2 separate regions of the Rattus norvegicus genome follow, and region 2 is linked to region 1. The links are chromatin contacts, called in public Hi-C maps. All regions are on one chromosome and are shown on one strand. The core of a region is the stretch at or near the end of the contact, and the rest is flanking DNA. Distances in the headings are between cores, read along the strand shown. Region 1 holds the start of Nek9 (NIMA-related kinase 9). Region 2 holds the start of Fos (Fos proto-oncogene, AP-1 transcription factor subunit).

What was found. A called contact is a pair of places that touch in the nucleus more often than the background predicts.
Region 2: a contact with region 1 is called in a Hi-C map of liver, with 3 times the contacts expected there. The contact joins the promoter of Fos here to the promoter of Nek9 in region 1. A contact is called at or near these places in 9 of 12 Hi-C or Micro-C datasets (the A7r5 cell line, Schwann cells, hepatocytes and 4 more) and 1 of 1 datasets of contacts at active chromatin or transcription factors (oligodendrocytes).

Annotation. Positions count from the first base shown.
Region 1 is chr6:110,712,465-110,718,116 of GRCr8, forward strand. Nek9 (NIMA-related kinase 9) reads right to left here and starts at 3,122. Exons shown (of 22, transcript NM_001106747.2): 1 at 2,736-3,122; 2 at 70-247. The coding sequence starts at 2,951. LOC102549675 (a long non-coding RNA gene) reads left to right here and starts at 3,169. Exons shown (of 3, transcript XR_010052290.1): 1 at 3,169-3,308; 2 at 3,543-5,652.
Region 2 is chr6:110,849,766-110,855,350 of GRCr8, forward strand. Fos (Fos proto-oncogene, AP-1 transcription factor subunit) reads left to right here and starts at 2,423. Exons shown (of 4, transcript NM_022197.2): 1 at 2,423-2,715; 2 at 3,476-3,727; 3 at 4,133-4,240; 4 at 4,354-5,289. The coding sequence starts at 2,575. The coding sequence ends at 4,995.

The sequences.
Region 1 (5,652 bases), core at 1,872-4,371:
ACTCCTCTCCCTCAAAGCAATGATGTCATGTGAGTGTCTCTGAGGAAGTCCCACCGAACTCTGCCTTACCGTTACAATACTCCAACTCAATCAGCAGGGTAGTATTGTCCATAAAGTGGTTGTAGTAGGCAATAATGTTGTCATGCTGCAGCAGCGCTAGAATGACAATCTCATTCAAGGCGTCACGACGCTCTTTCTCAGAAAGTCGGGTCAAATCAACTTCCTTCCACACCACCAGTGAGTCATCCTACAACACAGGAGCAGGGGCATGTGTTTTCTTCTTACCTGGCAGTGCCCCGATCCATACCCAACCTGTGAGCTTCGAAGAATGACTCAGACTTTAAAGATTCTGCACAGTTATTATAATTTGCTGAAGATCTAGGGGAAACAAAGCTTGAAGGTGGTATTTTCCAGCTTGGACAGATGGTTAAGTGTTTAAGAGAGTATACTGCATTTGCAGAGATCCAGAGTTTGATTACCAGGGTCCACTTTGGGCAGTACACAAATGCCTATAACTTTAGCTCTAGGAGGGCATGGGTAGGACCCAATGCACCTGACCTCTGAAGGAACCTCCACTCACTTGCACATACCCACATATAGACAGTGAATTTAAAAATAAAACTAAATCTTTTTTTTTTAAAAATGTTATTTTGAGAGCTGGTAGAAATGGCTTTAGTGGGTAAAAGGTGCTTACTGTCAAATCTGAAAACTTGAATTTGAACCTCAGAATTGGCACAGTGGAAGAACTGACTACCACACACATACACAAAATAAAAAAATATAGAAAAAAATCAAAACACTACTTTGTTGCTGCCCTTAATTTGCACAGTCTTAGTTTCAGGTATTAGTATTAGATAAGACCTGACTTCAGGGATTCTGTTGAGGGATGTTGGAGGTCCCTAGTAATAATGGGGCCTGTGGCAGAGCTGGAATTTGAGGAAGACAGAAGTACACAGCAGCATCTCCATCTGACAATAGGTCCTTATAAAATCCAAGTATTATATACCTGTCTGATTTCATAAACTTAATTTTCATCTACTCTTTCTGAATAAGACACCCCCCCCACACACACACACAGCTTTTCTAATCCTTGTAAGTTGCAGTCACTTCCATGCAGACTGACCTAACCTTTACTTCATTTTGGGATACTTCTCATTCTTTAGCTACTGCTTCCTAGCCTACCAGCACCCATGTTAACATTCCTTTAGAATACCTCAGCAAGGCCTTTCAAAGTTTCTTTTGAAAACTTCAAACTTTTTACCAAACACGTAAATACGGCTCATTCTCAGTCCCTGCACACGGCAAGCACTCAGTCCTTTTTTCTCCTTTGGATATCCACACCTGAGACCGTTACTAACATGACTGGCCTTCGGCTGAACTATAACCTAGAAGAAAGGGTTGTTTCTAAAAAGCTTTGCAAGTTCATCTTATAAATACCATGTGACAGAGATAACGTCATACAGTTCTGAGAAGTGTGATAAAATTAACTCAAAGCTAGTAATCAAGTTTAACGTGATACATAAGACAGAGATAGGAAACTGGTGCGCAAACCTTGAGTGAGTGTGCCACTTAAATATACTGACTTAAAAGCTAGGAAATAGTAGTGACACTCATCTTTGGCCACAAATAAGAACACAGACTACTACAGATGAGAGTGCCCACTAATGGGTTCCTAAAATAGAAAAGAACACAAAAATATTTTCTTGTAACTACTTTCCTTCCACCTTTCAGTCTTAGATATATGCTGGGGGCTTGGGCTATGGCTCAGTGGTAGAACGCCTTCTGAGCATTGATTGGTAGAGCCTGTCTTATCCCCAGTACAAAAAGTGCTGGCTGGGAGCAGACACTAACTAGAATTGCAGGTGCATGAATCACCTTCTGCAGCCTCAGCAAGTTCTCATTAAATGTTTACCCTAAAGCTAGAGCTTTAAGCTGTAGAGATTAAACCCAAATTATGGTTAGTTTGGGGGAAGAGAATCATTACTACAGGATTTTAAATCATTAAATTCTTAATTTCGGAGCCAGTGATCCATGGGTCTTTCCAAAGAACTTATACAAGAAGGTGGGAAAAATAACAAGCTTCCCTGGGTTCTTAAAGAAAGGGGTCTCTGTTTCCCCAGAACTAACTACACCAATAAAGTATTTGTCTTACATAATCACTGAATGAAAAGCAAGGAGAAAGCACACAAGCAAAAAACAAGACACAATGATTTTTCTGGTGATCAAGGAAATCCTCCAACTCAGTGATCGTTTATGAAAAAGAAATAACAACAGAACTAGCAGAGTGTGTTGTAAGTGCCAGTGTGGCTATCTGGGAGCACACACCAACTCTCCATCCCGACACTGAACAGCTGTATGAAAGGAAGTGAGCTTTTATATATAGACTGTTCTCAATCTGCAAAGCACCTTCGTTTGGATCTCAAAATAACCTTTAAAGTGTAAAGTGGTTTTTTGGGGGTGACATGGGTGGGAGAAGATAGTTATCGCTAAGTCCAATTACAAACGGGAAAACGAAAATTCAAAAGACCGCTCAGTGAGTGACTCGCTTAGTTCGCCGTGATAGCAGTGATCAAACCCATTTCCTAAAGTAGGTGAAGCGAAAGCGCGGTGGGGCCCGAGACATAAGCCTCAGGGGACGCCTGAATAGAGGGCTCCGAGCAAGCAGTGCTAGAAAGCAAGGCCGGGAAGGAGGGAGCGGGGAGGCCCGGCAAGCGTCCGGAGCTGAGGGCCGCTACCTCGGTGCGGCGGTATAGCGTGGCCTCCCCAAAGGCGCCGCGGCCCAGGACGCGGATGGGGATGTAGTGCAGCTCCTCCTGCTCCGCCGCACCGCCGGCTCGCGGCCCCGGGCTAGCGCTGGGCCCCGAGCCCGAGTCCCCGCCACCCCCGGACTCGCTTCCGAAGTCCGAGTTGATGGAATCGCAGTGTCGCTCATACTCGCCCAGCACGGACATGGCGGAGGCCGCAGCTCGGCGTGAGCCGCCTGCGTATCCACGGCGGGCAGTTGCCGGCCGCGTAGCGCCTCACTGGCCTCAGACGTAAGCCACCGGCTTAGGCAACACTGCGGCCCAGTGAGCTTCCATGGTGGCTCCTGCCCCCTCACCCGGAAGCAGTTCTCGGTATTTCCGGCTCGTTGGGGTTTTTCCTCCGCCTTCTCTTGCCCACTTGTTACAAATGAGTCCCGTACACTCTAAGGCATCGCTGACTTTGGCACCTGTGAGTGTCGTGGACGCCGAAGAGCGACCACAGCAGACCGCTCCCTTACCAGCTCTCCAGACGACGTTAGACTTTGGAGGTGGTCCTGGCGTCAAGTTAGTACCAAAAGCTGTGACTGTGCTAGCAATCACTTGACTTGTGGGGCAGGGCTCTTGTTTGTAGAGATACTGTCATAAAGATAATGGAGCAAGCTGAAAACATTTAACTTCTGACATCTCATTCAGTAGGTTAGGATCTTTCTCCTAGGACCACCATAGGTCCCCTCTTCACAACTTGTAAAATACTTAATCCTACTTGATGCCATTCTCTCCTCCCTTCTCATCTTCCAGAATCGGCATAAAGCATTCCTGAAACATCAGGTGCCGGACATACACGGTATTTGAGAACAGAGAATGGACACCAAGAGAATTGCAATACAGTAAATACAGCTGCTTTATTATGTTATCTTAACCTCATAACTATTGTGAGCTTTAACAATTCCCCCCCCCTTCTTCTCATAACTACTGTGAGCTTTAACAATTCCTCCTCCTCCTTCCTCTTCCTCTTCCCCCTCCTCCTCCTTCTTTTTCTTCTTCTTCTTCCTCCTCCTCCTCTTCCTCTTCCTCCTCCTCCTCCTCTTCTTCTTTGTCGTCTATAAAGTTGCAGGACTATGACCACCACAGGGGTGCCCAGGTGGGGACTATGCTAAAGAGTTTTGTTTTATTTGAAAATTATGGCCCCAAATCCTCACAATACTATGAACACAGGGTTTCTGTGTCTGTTGGGGTGGGGTGTGGATTGTTTTACGTGATACAGCTAGTTAGGAGGAGCTTGAGAATCAAACCCTGCAGTCTGGTCCCAGAGTTAGGAAAAGGCAGGGTGTGATGAAACTAAGGGGTTATGGGGCTGGCACCGTTGCGCTTGTTGGGTAGAAGCAGGAAGTACCCTTTGTGGGTTGTACAGTTTGGTGTTTCCTGTGGACGGTGGAAAACTAAAGTAAAGGACTATGTGATTAGGGCCCTATGTTCCAGGAGAGAGAGAGAGAGAGAGAGAGAGAGAGAGAGAGAGAGAGAGAGAGAGAGAGAGAGAGAGAGAGAGCTTTCGTGCGTGTTTTAATCATTGTGTGTATAGATGGGGTGGGGTGGGGTTGTGCTTCCAAGACACGTATGCGGTGATCAGAGGATAATTTTGCAGTTTCTTTCTTTCCACCACAGGTTCTGCGGATTGACTATAAATTGTCAGATTTGCATGACAAGAACCTTTACCCACAGAGCCATTTTCCTGGCTCTCAATGCTCTCAGTCTTCTGAGGAAATCTGCTTAAGCTTGCTTTCTCTAGGGTAGTGACTAAAACATCCTTTTGCTTAAGTGCCCAGCCCAGTTATTACTTTGGTCACCTTAGGGTAAGACCTAATTTCTGTTTACAAAGGACTCAGAAAGCCGAGTGGAGAACAAAGACGGGTGGCGAGATGATCAGTTAGGCGGCAATTTCTGTTCTAAGAGGTAAAGTCACTGAGTGAAGAGGTTCAGATTTCAGAAATCCATCCGAGGGACATTTAGGCTTGGTGATCAGGTGGAATGTGGTAAGGTAGATGCAGGAACTCTGGGAGTTCAGTCTAGGTTAGCTAAGAAGACCTCACACACAGGAAGAAGACAAGATTGGTGTGATGTGAGGGTTGAGTTCATACTCCACACCTCATCGGTGTTCCGTTTAACATGGGGTGATACTTCACACCGCATCTGGACAGTAGACCACAAGAGATTTCTGTTGCCTGAGTCTATCTGGACCCAGTGTTTACATTAGTAATGATAGTCTGCTTGTATGATGCACACATTGAACTAAATCTCTTTTTCACATCCAGTCCAAACTAAGCCAGGCCTCCCAACCTGTTACCATTGCTGTTTTAAGGATACTTATCTATCACATTTTGATGTATTCGGCTTTATTGCTATTTCTACTCGTTAGAATGTCAGCCTCATTACTATGTATCATCGGTACCCAGAAACGTGTGCGGCCTAACAGTAGAGACTTAAAAAGGGGTGGGGAGCTGTTGGTTGTTGAGTGACTATCAGTTTGTTACCCACAAGTATGTCACACTTCCTGACAGAATGCCTGTTCACTAATGTTGATTTCTGAGTGCCCTAGATGATACAAATCTTTCTGATTTTGAGCTCTCTCACTTAACAAGCACAGGTAGTACCTTCTTCGTGGGCCAGGTGCTGGATTACAACACAGAATAAACATGGGTCCTACCCTCATGGAGTTTAGTCTTCCAAAGAACAGGAAATAACAAGGCAGTAATAATTTTGGGTAAGTAAGCACTTTTAAAAGTTCAAGGTTCCCAAAAGGCATTTAGAAGGTGTGGATAGAAGGGGAACTTGCTGGCCATGGTTCTCAGGAATACCCAAATGAAAGTGTTAACAGCGATGAGAAGGCACTTCGAGAGTAAAGTTGCCTCTT
Region 2 (5,585 bases), core at 1,173-3,672, 140 kb after region 1:
TCAGAGGACAGATGTATTAGATGTCCAACTCTCTGGCCATAATGATGCCAAGAAGGAAAAAAAGACAAGCTATTTGGAGGAGAAGGCTCACCCAAAGACCTTTTTTTTTTTTTTTTCGTTTTTAATTGCCAAAGTAAGTGATGTACGAGATAAATCCTGGATATAAAATCTTGACACATCTTTGAGGTGTTGGCCAGAGCTGCTTCAAACCTGAAAAGGAAATAAAATCAAATCACTGTGGTTTTTCTCCAAGAGCCCCTGAGATGTGGTTATGAGTGGAAGGCAAGGCCAGACAGAACCAGGAATTCAAAGGTTGACCTACTTTGTCGAAACTAATAAGAGGGAAGAGGTCTGCATAATCTTTCTGTCTCTTCCTTTCATAGTAAAGAACAGTGAAAGCACATGACAGACTAGAATTCACAGAGAACTGAAGGCCAATGAAATCGCTTCAGGATTGACCGGCTATACGAAGCCTGTGTTTCTACATCATGTTGTCCTCTTTCCCTTCCCCCTCTTTCGAGTGAGAAAAAAAAGCGCCTAAATTCACACCAACATAAACTAATGACATACAATGATGAAATTCTGTTTTCACCTCTGCCTGTGACAGGGAATGCAAAAATAGCAAGTGGCCTATTTCCACGAATCCCCGCCTCCCTGCCCTCCCCGCTCCTGCTGGGTTTGGATCTCTAAGAATGGAGGCTAGCGCATAGGCAGGAGCCAGCCGGGATCGGCCCCCCAACCCGAGGGTGATGTCAGTCGGCGGAGCGGCCGCAGCCTGGCCAGGGAGGCCACGGCTCTTGGGGAGCAGGGAGGGCGGGTGGCCTGGATGGGCGGACCGTGAGCCCGGCCGCGCGGCGTCGCCTGGAGACGGCCCTGGCGGCGCTGTGTTGCTGTAAACAGCCGCTTCGCTGTTACTATCTATAGCAAAATCGCCTAGCTCCCGGGTGCGGCGGCCCAGGGCAGGTTTGTGGTTCTGCACCTCTTGGGCCCCTGAAGATCCATCCGCTGCCCCAATCCTCTCTAGTCCGTCTCGGAATGCCCACCAGTTAGTTTGACCCTTGGGATCCACAGAATGGAGAAGAGGGGACACATGAGTTCTGCGAGGATCTGCGGTTTCCTTTCCCAGAGGTGACCAGCGCTCTGGGGCCGAGCCCAGTCAGTCTAACCCGGCTTGTCCTCTGCTGAAGGACAGGAGACTGAGGGCAAGTAGGGGTGTGTTTGTTCTACACCGAAGCACCCGGCATCTCCAAAGTTCCATCTTCCAAGACTCAAAGCTGTGCTCAAAGCAGACGCCAACATCTCTGCACAGCTGGGAACCGTGCTTCCAGTCCGTCCTCCCCTCCTCCCCCATCCCCCCCTCCCCAAGTCCGAACTGGAAAATCACCCGCTGCGGGTTCCTTGTAAGCGCAGTTTCCAGGCTGCACGGATTCAGGTCCCCACCTCCCCTGTGCACCGAATTGCCTTCTTCCCGGGAGCTCACCTCACTTGTAATTCTGAGCAGACCCCTGCCTTCACTCGCCCTCTGGCCTCCGCTCAAAACTGAGCAAACGACCCCTTCAGGCATCCTTGCAGGGTGGTTTTGCACAATGTTTATCCGTCAGTGTCTCCCGGGACAGTCACCCTGATTGTTCTAAGTGGCCAAGGGTCGGGGAGTGGGTGCTGTCGTCCTTTAAAACACGAATGTATGAATGAACTCAGTATTGTAGGTAAAGCGGGTTATTGAATACTTACTTAGAATCCTTCACTTACTGCTTCCAACCTCAGGCCTAATGTTGCACTGATTTGGGACGGAGAGAGGTCTGATGTGGGCTAGCTTTCCTTTGGGAACAGAGACTTGGAGCCTTTAGGGCTGCGTGCCTGCTTCTCCTAATACCAGAGACTTTTTTAAAAAGCTCCAGATTGCTGGACAATGGAAAGGAGATGACCCCCAGTCTCATCCCCTGACCCTGGGAACAGAGTACACATTGAATCAGGTGCGAATGTTCGCTCGCCTTCTCTGCCTTTCCCGCCTCCCCTCCCCCGGCCGCGGCCCCCGCTCCCCCCTTGCGCTGCACCCTCAGAGTTGGCTGCAGCCGGCGAGCTGTTCCCGTCAATCCCTCCCTCCTTTACACAGGATGTCCATATTAGGACATCTGCGTCAGCAGGTTTCCACGGCCGGTCCCTGTTGTCCTGGGGGGAACCATCCCCGAAATCCTACATGCGGAGGGTCCAGGAGACCTTCTAAGATCCCAATTGTGAACACTCATAGGTGAAAGTTACAGACTGAGACGGGGGTTGAGAGCCTGGGGCGTAGAGTTGATGACAGGGAGCCCGCAGAGGGCATTCGGGAGCGCTTTCCCCCCTCCAGTTTCTCTGTTCCGCTCATGACGTAGTAAGCCATTCAAGCGCTTCTATAAAGCGGCCAGCTGAGGCGCCTACTACTCCAACCGCGATTGCAGCTAGCAACTGAGAAGACTGGATAGAGCCGGCGGAGCCGCGAACGAGCAGTGACCGCGCTCCCACCCAGCTCTGCTCTGCAGCTCCCACCAGTGTCTACCCCTGGACCCCTCGCCGAGCTTTGCCCAAACCACGACCATGATGTTCTCGGGTTTCAACGCGGACTACGAGGCGTCATCCTCCCGCTGCAGTAGCGCCTCCCCGGCCGGGGACAGCCTTTCCTACTACCATTCCCCAGCCGACTCCTTCTCCAGCATGGGCTCCCCTGTCAACACACAGGTGAGTTTGGCTTTGTGCAGTCGCCAGGTCCGCGCTGGGGGTCGCCGAGGAGGGCACATTGGGGTGTGACTGTCAGGGAAGAGTAGGGGTCTTCCTTGTTTGCTCCGGAGGGAGACTGGCGCGGTCAGAGCAGCCCTAGCCTGGGAACCCAGGACTTGTCTGAGCGCGTGCACACTTGTCATACTAAGACTTAGTGACCCCCCTCCCGCGCGGCAGGTTTACTCTGAGTGTCCTGCGCTCTTCTCTCGGTGACTTGTTTCTGAGATCAGCCGGGGCCAACAAGTCTCTAGCAAAGACTCGCTAACTAGAGCCTGGGAGGCGGCAAACGGCGGCAATCCCCCCTCCCGGGGCAGCCTGGAGCAGGGAGAAGGGAGGAGGGAGGAGGGTGCTGCGAGCCGGTGTGTAAGGCAGTTTCATTGATAAAAAGCGAGTTCATTCTGGAGACTCCGGAGCAGCGCCTGCGTCAGCGCAGACGTCAGGGATATTTATAACAAACCCCCTTTCGAGCGAGTGATGCTGAAGGGATAACGGGAACGCAGCAGTAGGATGGAGGAGAAAGGCTGAGCTGCGGAATTCAGGGGAGGATAGAGGATATTGGGAGACCTTTTTATCTCGGATGAAGTGCATACAGGAAGACACAAGCAGTCTCTGACCAGAATGCTTCTCTCTCCCTGCTTCATGCGACACTAGGGCCACTTGCTCCACCTGTGTCTGGAACCTCCTCGCTCACCTCCGCTTTCCTCTTTTTGTTTTGTTTCAGGACTTTTGCGCAGATCTGTCCGTCTCTAGTGCCAACTTTATCCCCACGGTGACAGCCATCTCCACCAGCCCAGACCTGCAGTGGCTGGTGCAGCCCACTCTGGTCTCCTCCGTGGCCCCATCGCAGACCAGAGCGCCCCATCCTTACGGACTCCCCACCCCGTCGACCGGGGCTTACGCCAGAGCGGGAGTGGTGAAGACCATGTCAGGCGGCAGAGCGCAGAGCATCGGCAGAAGGGGCAAAGTAGAGCAGGTGAGTAGCGATTCTGGACCTGCGCGGGGAGTTGGGGGGGGGCGGGGGGGACGGACGCACAGGCGACACGGCAGAGTGGGTGAAACCCTACGCTACTGACTGCACTTCCTGACCAGGGACCGTGGCTGCAGCCCTTTCCCACCCTCGTCAGACACTGACAGTTGGCCCCAAGAAATACTCTAGTTTCCCTGACAGCTTCCAACCACATTCTCTAGCTTGGGAGCTTCTTTGTTCCCCTCCTAAAGATCTCACTTTAAATGCAAATCACACTCAGCCTGCCAACTGCAGGTTAGAAAAACTGCTTCACCGTGAGAGGTGCGGGTGCTGTAGGAGCCAGTTTCACTGGGGTGACTGAACAGAGGTGACACTAGACCACCTTATTGAATGTTGGTCCTTTTCTTATAGCTATCTCCTGAAGAGGAAGAGAAACGGAGAATCCGAAGGGAAAGGAATAAGATGGCTGCAGCCAAGTGCCGGAATCGGAGGAGGGAGCTGACAGATACGCTCCAAGCGGTAGGTTGAACCAGCTGCTGCTCCTGAAACTTTATTAAAGTTGGAGGTTGGGACTATGGGGTCAGGGTCCTTGAGGAAACCTGTGTCTTATGCTTTCTTACATCTCTGTGCAGGAGACAGATCAACTTGAAGACGAGAAGTCTGCGTTGCAGACCGAGATTGCCAATCTACTGAAAGAGAAGGAAAAACTGGAGTTTATTTTGGCAGCCCACCGACCTGCCTGCAAGATCCCCAATGACCTGGGCTTCCCAGAGGAGATGTCTGTGACCTCCCTGGACTTGACTGGGGGTCTGCCTGAGGCTACCACCCCAGAGTCTGAGGAGGCCTTCACCCTGCCTCTTCTCAATGACCCTGAGCCCAAGCCATCCTTGGAGCCGGTCAAGAACATTAGCAACATGGAGCTGAAGGCTGAACCCTTTGATGACTTCTTGTTTCCGGCATCATCTAGGCCCAGTGGCTCGGAGACTGCCCGCTCTGTGCCAGATGTGGACCTGTCTGGTTCCTTCTATGCAGCAGACTGGGAGCCTCTGCACAGCAGTTCCCTGGGGATGGGGCCCATGGTCACAGAGCTGGAGCCCCTGTGCACTCCCGTTGTCACCTGCACTCCCAGCTGCACTACCTATACGTCTTCCTTTGTCTTCACCTACCCCGAGGCTGACTCCTTCCCTAGCTGCGCAGCTGCCCACCGAAAGGGCAGCAGCAGCAACGAGCCCTCCTCTGACTCACTGAGCTCGCCCACACTGCTAGCCCTGTGAGCAGTCAGAGAAGGCAGGGCAGCCGGCACTGACTGAGCTGGTGCATTACAGAGAGAAGAAACAAGTCTTCCCTCGAGGGGTTCCCGTAGACCTAGGGAGGACCTTATCTGTGCGTGAAACACACCAGGCTGTGGACCTCAAGGACTTGAAAGCATCCACATCTGGACTCCAGTCCTCACCTCTTCCGGAGATGTAGCAAAAAAACAAAAAAACAAAACAAAAAAAAAACAAAACAAAAAATCAAAAGCAACCGCATGGAGTGTATTGTTTGTAGTGACACCTGAGAGCTGGTAGTTAGTAGCATGTGAGCCAGGCCTGGGTCTGTGTCTCTTTTCTCTTTCTCCTTAGTCTTCTCATAGCATTAACTAATCTGTTGGGTTCATTATTGGAATTAACCTGGTGCTGGATATTTTTCGGATTGTATCTAGTGCAGCTGATTTTAACAATACCTACTGTGTTCCTGGCAATAGTGTGTTCCAATTTAGAAATGACCAATATTAAACTAAGAAAAGATAGAACTTTATTTTCCGGTAGATAGAAATAAATCGCTATATCCACGTACTGTAGCTCTTCAGCGTCCATGTTCATTG